2 separate regions of the Muntiacus reevesi genome follow, and region 2 is linked to region 1. The links are chromatin contacts, called in public Hi-C maps. All regions are on one chromosome and are shown on one strand. The core of a region is the stretch at or near the end of the contact, and the rest is flanking DNA. Distances in the headings are between cores, read along the strand shown. Region 1 holds the start of LOC136153033 (nitric oxide-associated protein 1). Region 2 holds the start of SRP72 (signal recognition particle 72).

Region 1 (5,384 bases), core at 1,881-4,380:
TAAAAATCACTTACAATTGGCAATGATTAAAATATCCTTGTCTCTGAAAGAGCATATTAATGGCACATAATGAATTCACTGTCACAAGCACTTAACAGTTTAATGGGTATGTAGTCTTATCAGTATACAAAATGGTCTTAGATGGTCGCTGCAGTTGTTCTGGAGTGATCACTGTATCAGGAAAAGGCCACGTCACCAAAAACAGAACATGGACTTTCAAAAGGTCCTTCCAGTCTCCTTCTCTTCAAAGAGTTCTCAGCTCAGGAGAGAAGAACAGCATTTAATTACTGCATCCCTTGCGCATGGGATGTATGACAGACTATACCAGGTAATCGACAGGAACTGCAATCTGCAGAATACGGCCAGTCCCTTCTCCTGCCACCCAAGAGCAGCACACAGGATGAGGACGAAACACAAAAGCATAATTGTTACAAAAAATCTCATCGTTTCAAACATTTTCTTCAGTTGTTTCACGGGTCCCATTAAAAAGCATGTACTGGCTAAGGTAGCAGTATTTCCAAAGGTTTAAAACACTGCAAAAAGCTTTATGCCTCCAGGGAGACACAGCAATCCATTTCCAAGGTTGCAGAAGATACCACTGATGAAGCCTAAGGCAAACCACTTCAGCTTGGTGTTAAAACTAAGGGACAAGGCATCAAGGACCGGCAGAGTCAGGCCCTGTTCCTCCTTGTCATGGCCACTCAGGACCTGCGGAAGCTTCTCCATGACAAACAGTCTCATCATCTTAAAGAATATGTGTGCTGTAATTTCGTTTGTTTGTTTTTCTACTCTGACCTATATACACAGTGTATAAAACTTAAGAACTCTGATTCAAAATTTGATGTATAATCCAAAATAAATTATATTAATAAATGCTTCTTGAATTGTCTGGAATTGCTGACTCCTACATGTGAGAAAAGAGGTTAAAAAAAAAAACTAAGGTATCTAAAATGGCTCAAGAGATTTCTAGTTTTGATGACACACTAGATGTTATTATCACAGGCACACAGAAGTTAATAAGCTGGAAAAGGAGCTGTAATAATGAAGTTAGTTTTATACTTATTGACCATTTATCCCTTTTAACATTTTTTATGTCTTCTAGCTTGTGAGAAATGAGAATATATCACCTACTAAAAAATTAAGTTAAGGTTTTTTTTCTAATCTTTTTCGCAGATAGAAGAAAAAGAATACAATGATATTAATAAATTTCTAGATGCAAGATAAAAATGAGACAGAAGTTTAAACAGTAGACCTTAAGTTTCTGCTTCTATTTTCTCCATGAAGTAAGTGAAGGAACAGAAGAGTGAGGGGCAACCAGGAGGTTGGGAGCTGAAAAAAATGAACTCTGAAAAAGGAGTTGTGGAGAATGGAAGAGGGAGCATTAAAAATATACAATGAAAATACACTACTCATGACTAAGACTTCTACATGTAAAAAGAAAAAAAGACATAGCGTCCCTGTTCAGTAAAATACATACCATCGAGAACTGTGTCATCTCGTGGTCAGAGAAAATGTAAATATCACTTTTTAAGATAATTTACTTAGGCATATAACAACGTGAAGTGAAGTCGCTCAGTCGTGTCCGACTCTTTGCGACCCCATGGACTACAGCCTTCCAGACTCCTCGGTCCATGGGATTTTCCAGGCATGAATACTGGAGTGGGTTGCCGTTTCCTTCTCCAGGGGATCTTTCCGACCCAGGGATCGAACCCGGGTCTCCCACATTGTAGGTAGACGCTTTACTGTCTGAGCTACCGGGAATGCCAAACTAGATCAAACTCTGCCCCACCTCCACATACACACATATACAGAAACTATATTCTTTGTCCCCGGTGTAGTTCCAGAACTTAGCGCAATGTTTGGCACAGGCTGACGCTCAAAAACTATTCAACAAATCCACTAGCGCTGGCCTTAACGACCCAGAGGATTCGGGTGAAGAGGGAGGTGGGAGGGGGGATCGGGATGGGGAATACATGTAAATCCATGGCTGATTCATGTCAATGTATGGCAAAAACCACTACAATACTGTGAAGTAATTAGCCTCCAACTAATAAAAATAAATGAAGAAAGAAAAGAAAAGGAGCTCTGCTTCAGACGAAATCAAAACTGTACCTGTCGTATGGTTCTGCAGGCTACTTTCAATACGGGAAGGCAGTATCAGGTTGAACCAAGAGAACAAGAGTCCTCCTGACCGAGATCATAAAGGCTACGTTCCCCGCACCCTCCACCTCTCAAAATCTCGGATCCGGCCTGAGGATGTGGGGAAACGGCTGGGGACGTGGTGGGGGAGGCTGGGGAGGGGGCCGCAAATCCTTCACTCGTCCAACTCCCAACGCTTCCCCCCTTTAAATGTGTCGCTGAGGAGTGCCCTGACTGGTCACCTACCCTCGTCCGCGTCATACATCTTGGCAAACGGTTCCCGAGCCCCTCAATCTCGAAATCACACACAGAAAGGCGCGTAGCTGCCACCGACCACAGCGGAGTGAGGCGAAGTAATTTCCGTCTCCGGCGTTCCCAGAATACTCTGCGTCCCACGCGAAGCCCCGCCCAAAAAGGCTCCAGTTAAGGTCTGCGCCTGCGCGAAGGGCAGGGGGGAAAAAAAAAAAAAAAGGTGGTTAAGGGTTAGTATTGCACATGCGCGGTTTATGGGTTGAGGTTTCCTCTTCTTGAGTGGGAGAACCGCTGCTTACTGTCTCCGAGCTGGCTCCTGCAAATGAAGCTTTGTTTTCTAGTGTTGCACAAATAATGGCACCAAAAAAAAGAAAGAAAGATTTAATAATAAAAGATTTAATTGTCCCCGTGCTCTATTTTTTTCAGTTCCAAAGATTTAAAAACACGAAGATTTTAAGAAGGATTTGTGTACACCAACTATGTGTCATATTTTTTAGAAAAAAAAATGTTTAAGAAATGTGATTTTAATGCTGTTGCACGAATAATGAATGATACCCGAAAAAAGCCAAGCGGATGTATTAATAAAAGGTTTTAATTGTGGCTGTAAGTCTCCGACATTCGATTTTTAATTTTCCAGTTGAAAAGACAAACACGTAGCTTCTAACAATGTGATTTCTTAACAGCAGGTGGTGCCAGGGACAGCGCGTTAAACAAGTCTGAAAGTGGATAAACCCTCACTAACTAGCCTATTCGACCGACCTACGCTAAGCTAAGTCCCCGGTTTCGCTTTAAGTAGGTTTCTGGGCCACAGAGCCTTCATCGCGGGAACTCGCGAGATTAGACGTGGAAGGAGGCGCTTCAGTGCGACGCTGACGAATGACAGCTCTCAGGTCCTCCCGGCCTGTCTCTGCAGTTTTACGCTCATCTGGGGCCACAGTGCACGTGCGAAAAGGTGGCTCCGCCCCTTTGCCCACTGCTGCATTTCTCATGCTGCCCGCGCGCCTAGCTCGCAGGCTTCTTTGCGGCTTCTTGCGGGGACCCACTCCCACTGTAACGCGCCACGGCGTCCGCGAGACGCTCCTCCAGAGGAGATGCGCTACCGATTCCTCCCCCCGACACCCAGCGGGCCTGGGACGTGGCCTTCCTCGTGGCGCGACGGCGACTGGGGGTGACCAAGGAGGGGCTGACCTGGAGGAGAGTTTTCTGTTCCCTGAGTACGTCCCGGATTCGGAATCGGAAGCGACCCTCCAAGACCAGCTGCGGGAGCTGCAGCAGCGGCAGGAGGAGGAGGAGAAACGGATAGAGCAGCGGCGGGAGGAGAGGCGGCAGCGGAAGTTAGGCGCCGGTCGGCGGGTGCACCCAGCGGTGGGGCACCCGGACCCGACGGTGCCGCCCAGCGGCCAGAACTGTTCTGGCTGCGGTGCGGAGCTGCACTGCCAGGACCCCGGCGTGCCCGGCTACCTGCCCAGCGAGAAGTTTAACAGCGCGGTAGCGGAGGAAGGGGGACTGGAGCGGACCGTTTGCCAGCGGTGCTGGCTGCTGGTGCATCACCGGCGCGCCCTGCGCCTTCAGGTGAGCCAGGAGCAGTTCCTGGAGCTGGTGAGCGCCGCGTTGCGGCGGCCCGAACCCGCCCTGGTGCTGTACATGGTGGACCTGCTGGATCTGCCCGACGCCCTGCTGCCCCACCTGCCCGCCCTGGTGGGCCCCAAGCAACTGATCGTGCTGGGAAACAAGGTGGACCTGCTGCCCCAGGACACTCCCAACTACCGGCAGCGGCTCCGGGAGCGAATGTGGGACGAATGTATCGGCGCCGGGCTCCTGCCGCCTCGCGGCTACCGAAGACCTCAACATCCCAGTGGGGACCGGCCACGGGACGGGGAGGACAACGCGAATCTTCCATCGAAGTCCAGCACGGTGCTCAGAGACGTGAGGCTCATCAGCGCCAAGACGGGTTATGGAGTTGAGGAGTTGATCTCCGCACTCCAGCGCTCCTGGCGCTACCGCGGCGACGTCTACCTGGTTGGCGCCACCAACGCTGGCAAATCCACTCTTTTCAATACGCTTCTGGAGTCCGATTATTGCATCGCCAAGGGCTCTGAAGCTATCGACAGGGCCACCATCTCCCCTTGGCCTGGTGAGCGTCCCCTTCGTATTCTGAGAAGCTGGTAGCCTGATCGTGATTCACTCTCCCTAGTCATGTACTCTTCCTTAATGTCCATCAGGAGCTGGTGGGAGGCTTCCCTTTAAAAATTCTCTACCTTCTTTGTTCACATTTCTCTTCCGTGGCAGCTTAGTGCTTGCAAAGTCAGTATATGTTGTAACTTTTGAATTCAAAAGAAATAGAAATACTCAGTATTCCTGTGTTCAAGCCACTGTTCTAAGCACTGTAGGTGAACCAGAGGACAAACCAGTGTTTGCTCTCTTGAAGGTTTCCCTTGTAGTTTTAGTCCTTTGTAAGTTTCTCCAGAAAGTCCTTTTACTTTGTGGAGAAAAGTCTCCTTCCATCCCTCAGTCTTACCCTTCATATCTTGAGTTTACTCATGAGAATTCTATACAGATTTAACATATGAATAATTCACTGATGCAATATGATGTGTGGCTTTGTTGAAAATAAAAGTCAACTTTGTGGCTCCAAGAAACACCTGTAGTAATTGCAGAATGAATCCTTCTGTGACCTGTTTTTATGTAACAGTTGGCAAAATGACCTACTTCATTTGTTCCTTTGAAAGCAGTGTTTAACTTTGCATGGTAAACTGTATTCTCTGTCCTGGACTTTGGGAGACTTATGCACAGAAGTGCTTTTTATATCAGTTAGTAGTATGCAGAAGATGGAAAGAGATCAGGCCTATACATTTGGCATTCATATCCTAGTTGAGCCTGTGAGGCAGTCTTTGAGCCTATTGCCTTAACTGTAGAGTAAGAATAATTTTGTAGAGGGACTATCCCCTGGAGAAGGCAATGGCAACCCACTCCAGTACTCTTGCCTAGAAAAC
Region 2 (5,384 bases), core at 1,882-4,381, 490 kb after region 1:
TACAAGACGAAGTATATAATATACTGTTGTGTACCTTATAAACATTAAAGAATAAATATGATACAACCTTCATTTCAATACACATTTCATTTGGGGCTTAGGCATAACTAAAGAAAAATGAAATTACAGTAACAATTCAGAATTTAAGTGCACATTTCATGAAGTGAAAAATGAAATAACAATAAAAGACTGCTGGACTTCCCTGGTGGTGCAGCGCCTAAGAAGCCACCTGCCAGTGCAGGAGGACACAGGCTTCACTGATCCCGCGTCCTGTAACCGAGACCCCACATGCGCTGCAACTACTGAAGCCCGCACACCCTCGAGCCCGCACGCTGCAACTACTGAAGCCTGTGTGCTTACAAACTGTGCTCTGCAAAAAGAGAAGCCAGCACAGGGGAAAGCCCACACACTGCAACAGAGAGTAGTCACTGCTGGCTCCAACTAGAGAAAGCTTGCACAGCAACCAGGATCCAGTGCAACCCTAAAATAATGATAAACAGTAACAAAATTTAAAAACTACTATATATTCTAAAGACTGCTAAAGAACTCTGAAAGATCTTGGCCTAGATCATACTCACCTAAACAGTTCTCAAAGGAGACAGATACAGAGGTCAGGCTAAGGCTGCCAAACCACCCTAGAGGCCTTGACTTACACATTCCTACCCTATGTGTTCTGCCCTCATCTGTCCCCCACCCCTTTTTTCAAATTAAACTTCTGCCGAATTGCTCTCCCTACATCCTTCAAGAACTCTTATGACTCTTGTTTATGGCCCATGCCCCTCCAGAGTTTCCCTTCTTCTTCCCTTCCCTTCAAAGGGAAGACAGGTGTAAAGAAAAGGCTTCTTAAGGCATGACAGAACAGAGGTTACTACTGCTCCTTCCAGTTTCAGAAACACCACTGGGAAGCAAGAGGAAAAAAGAGGAAAGGAAGGAAAAAGGTTAAAAAATCACTGAATAATGGTGGTGGGGGGGAACATGGAAATGGTTATAGCTGTGGTAAACGTGCATAAACAAACTAATTAAATCACTTACTTGGCAAACACTCTGGTGTGTGTGTTGATGACATTCAAGGCTTCCTTGAAACTTCCGTTCTGGATAAGGCAAACCACTTTACAGTGCAGGGCAGTAACGTCATCTTTGTTGATCTGCAGTACTAGAGAGCAATTTTAGGGAAGCAATTTTTAAATCCATTCGCTTTGCACATTTCCACCTAAGGAAGCTACAACACCAATTTTACTGCAGCAGAAATGATTAGTCAAAATATTTTTTAAACGGCTGATCTTTAAGTTAAGAAGTGACAATAAGGAGAGCTAGTTAGCCTTTCCAGTGACATAGCTTCTCAAGATGCATGTAAAAAAATGTACAGTGAAACAAAGAATGAAGCTATTTTCTATTGCTTTTTCATCTTGGGACGCATGCTATACCCTACATATTTCATTACTTCACAGGGAAAGAAAAAAGTTCACATAGAACTTAGCAGCAAATGACAGGTTTGATTATAAGTTTGTCACTAACTGCCTTGAGGTCTTGGGCAAGTCTTTTGACTGCCAAATGTCAACTTTCTGGTTGCAAAATGAGTATGAAAGCATTACCTATTTCACAAGGTTATTAAGAAAATTACATGAGAATACTCTGTATAAATAAATTGTGTTTGTTTGTATACTGTAAAATATACAATTTATTTTGCTGGCACTATTTCCAAACACCATTCAAAATTTCCCTTTTCGGCTAATATAACTAGAAAGAAATACAAGGAAGAATTCAGTTGGCTAAGTGTCAATGCTAAAGCACTGTTCAGTGTCAAAAGGATTAGGATCACTTCTCCTGCTTTTGGGCAACTATAGGAATTCAATTCTCAGTCTAAGAATCAGAGTATTTTCTATCAATTAAGAAAATATACACTGGAGAACAAACTGACAGCTCTTGCTGATTAAAGAATGCCTGCAAAATACTACAGTGATGATTAATATTGGTAGCAGGCCTAGCCAAAGGCCAAAGTTAATTCAAAACAAGTTTAAGAATCAAATAATTCTCATTAGTAGCTATTTTCCTCAATGTGTGAAATCACAAAAAGTGCATTGTGGGCACAATCACTTCTTTTCACATTAACTCAGCAACAGATTATTGAAAATTCATACTTGTATGTTACAGACATACCTTGGTCTGTTATTACTGCTTTCAACAGTCAAACCCTGTCCAGGTAATTACATTTCTAAACCGAACAAATGCAGGCAATATCTTCAGTAAAGAATTGAGAACGACAGAGAGCATTAAAAAGCATGGCTATATTACAGTTAGGTAGTAAATGATAAAAGAATATAATGAATTGAACGTCACATCGAAGACAGTTTACTCGAAAAACGAGAGTTACTGGACAAAAAACAGAATACACCTTTCTTTTTTTGCAACATTATTTCAAATGCTAGTGCTTTCACACACACATTTTCTTGTCTAGGGACGCTGGAGGGATTCTATCTGTGGCAATGACAGGCCTAACATCCAGATCCAACCCTTCCCTCTACCCTGAGTCTGTTCAGCTTCCACTTCGTCAGCACTAGTTTTCAAATTACGTGTGCAGGTTCCTCCCCCGCGCTGGGGCCCAAAACAAAAAGCTCCCTTAGCAATACTGTCTTGATCACTCCACTACAAGGAAAGCGAAAAGCAGGCAACGTGGAGTATTTGCGAAATAAGGCGTGAAAACAACGGAGTAAAATAAAAACAGTTTACAGGAGACGTTGGGAGCTGCGGTCTCTTTAAATCCCTCCCTCGCTTCTCGCGGGGGGAGCTAAGGGAAGTACACGTGGCTCTAAGCCACCCAGGACCCAGAGCTGGCCGGGCTGAACAAATGGACTGCGACCCGCGCCCGCTGGACGTTCCGGCCCTAGCGGCCGGCTGGGGTCTCCCCTTCCCGCATCTGCTCGGAGACGGTCGCAAGGGGGCTGCATCCTCCCACCCGCCCGGCTCTGCCCCGACACTTACTCTTGTTGACGGTTTTGAGAGCGCGAGTGAAGTCACCGTTCTGGCCATAACGGTTCACTTCACTCCAAAGCGCAGGCACCGAAACCCCCCCACTGCCGCCGCTCGCCATCTTGGAGGAGAGGCGAGCCGACCTCTGCCCCGGAAGAGGATCTCGGAGGTGGGAAAGCGGAGAAGGAAGCCGGTGGTTGCTAAGCGTTTCGGAGTTCGAAGCGTCCCTATCCCGGAGTCAGCGTCGAAGACAGCGGTCGTAGTTCTTGTAGCTAGAAATTTGCGGAGATAGAGTTGGTACACCTTATATAAAGCGGGTCTGGAGGAATGAGGCGTCGGACCCCAGGAGGAGGCTGAAAAGGATTCACAGAACAGATTCAGCTAAAAGCAGCGTGCGTTTCCGGGGCGACCGCTGTGGGCGGAGAAGTGTCCAGGTCTCTAAAGGCGGAGCGAGGCAGAAGTCTGTGGAAGATGAAAGGTCTATGGCGTGATAAAATGCCAACTAGAAACTGTAGGGAACCATTTGAAAGAGTAGGAGAGAAGCGGGGAGAGAGAGTGAGAGAGAGACGACTTCTTGCTGCCTGGGCATACTTCATAGAGGTATTGCTATTTGAAGGGGATCTTGAAAGGTGATTAGGAAAACGGGTTAGTTTTGGGTCAAGTTCACGCAGAGAAGCGAGTATGAGGAGACGCACGGAAGAAAAGAATCAAGTGCCAAACAATTTGGTGAAAACCTTTTGTCTATCCTTTGTTTTGCATTTTGAGAGCAGTTAGCAGTAAGACCCGAAGGGTAATGTGTTTTGAGGTGAGAATACCCAGGTTCAGTTCCTGGCTTTGTGACTCGCTAGATGTTTCGCTTGTGAACGTTAATAGTCAAGTCCCAGTTTTCCCGGCTGTAAAAATAGAGATAATAATCATTGTTCCAGGGATAAACGATACTTCATGCCTCCTGGCATCGTAAGCACTCAAGTAGACATGGGGGCGGGGTGGAGTTTTTGTAAGACTTTAAGATGTGTTTGAATGTCAGGACAGAATACTGTCGAATATTTTAATGTTTGTTATTTTTAAATTTTTTTGTTTATTCATATAAGACCTGTGGCAGGTCTTAGTTGTGGCGGGGTGGGGTCGTCCGGTGTTTTCGTGGCGGGTGTATGGGATCTAGTTCCCTGACCAGGATCAAACCCAACCCCCTGCACTGGGAGCTCCGAGTTTTTGCCACTGGATCACCAAGGGAAGACCTTGTTGGGTACTCTTGATGAGAATGACTGAACATTTTATTGAACGCTTAGCCTGCACTCATTTCTTGTCCCGATTCTACCGGTTCCTGCCACTGTCCTGCCCGCTCTTTACCAGCAATCTAGCTCATTCTTTTTCATCCTTCAGTATTTCTGTTATCTTATCCGGTCCTAGGTTAAAAGTTACCTCTTTTGTCTTTGCAAACTATGCAAGGTTCCTCATTACAGGCTCTAATGGAGTTCTCTACTTCTGAGCACTGCTCATTGTTTAAGGCCTCTCTCCAGATGGACTATATTTTTCTTGTTTACTGTAGCATCCCTAGTATCTAGCCCACATCCTGGCATATAGTTGGTACTCAACTTTTTAACTGAATGAGTTTTTGCTTATTTCTCCCCTGATCTGAGTTCCTTGTGAACAGAAACTGTGTCCAGCTCATGGCCACTGCTATCTTTACTGTACCACCTTGCTAGGTTAACAACTCTTCCCCAACTGTTTGAAGTTGTGAGAAGTTAAATGCAAAAAGCTCCACTGAAAGTAAGTTTTCATTGGCTTTCTGAGGACTACTGGGCTGAAGATGGCAGGGAGAAACTGTGAATGTCCCATGGCATGGCATGTTTTATTCAAGTCATATCATGCTTTGTGCTTATTTTCCTATTTTTAGAGATTAAATCAGCTGAAGGGATATCAAATTCAAGGTAATTTTCGTGGAACCAGTTCCACTCATTCTATCCTCTACAGTCAGCCAAATGAAATTTCTACATGATGCATTCATGTGCTAGGATGTACTTTACATACATTGACTCGTTTAATTCACATCATCACTTGAGATAGGTAGTATTAGTCCCACTTTACACATAAGGAAATGGGGGCACAAAAAATTTAAATAACTTGTTGAAGGTCACATCTCAACTGGATAACTGGATACAGTTAACTTTTTTTTTCTTATTTATTTACAGTTAACTTCTTAACCAATCTCCTTTAGTCCACATAACAGTAGAGAATGCTTTGAAACCTGTTGAACACATTATGTCATCTCCTGCTCAAACCTACCAATAGTTTTTCCTGTCACACTTCAGGGTGGCCCATAGACCCTAAGAGATCTAGTTTTCGTTTCCATCTACATTTCCTTCCACTCTTAACCCTTCCCTTGCCCACAGGGCTCCAGCAGTATCAGCATGTTT

What was found. A called contact is a pair of places that touch in the nucleus more often than the background predicts.
Region 2: a contact with region 1 is called in a Hi-C map of muscle, with 6 times the contacts expected there. The contact joins the promoter of SRP72 here to the promoter of LOC136153033 in region 1. A contact is called at or near these places in 2 of 3 Hi-C or Micro-C datasets (blood and muscle).

Annotation. Positions count from the first base shown.
Region 1 is chr22:42,095,932-42,101,315 of mMunRee1.1, forward strand. It overlaps LOC136153033 (nitric oxide-associated protein 1), which reads left to right and starts at 3,131. Exons shown (of 7, transcript XM_065914675.1): 1 at 3,131-4,525. The coding sequence starts at 3,268. POLR2B (RNA polymerase II subunit B) reads right to left here and starts at 3,703. Exons shown (of 26, transcript XM_065914674.1): 1 at 3,580-3,703; 2 at 2,386-2,575. The coding sequence starts at 2,404. It also overlaps the pseudogene LOC136153021.
Region 2 is chr22:42,589,922-42,595,305 of mMunRee1.1, forward strand. It overlaps SRP72 (signal recognition particle 72), which reads right to left and starts at 3,132. Exons shown (of 19, transcript XM_065914209.1): 1 at 2,980-3,132; 2 at 1,033-1,153. The coding sequence starts at 3,088.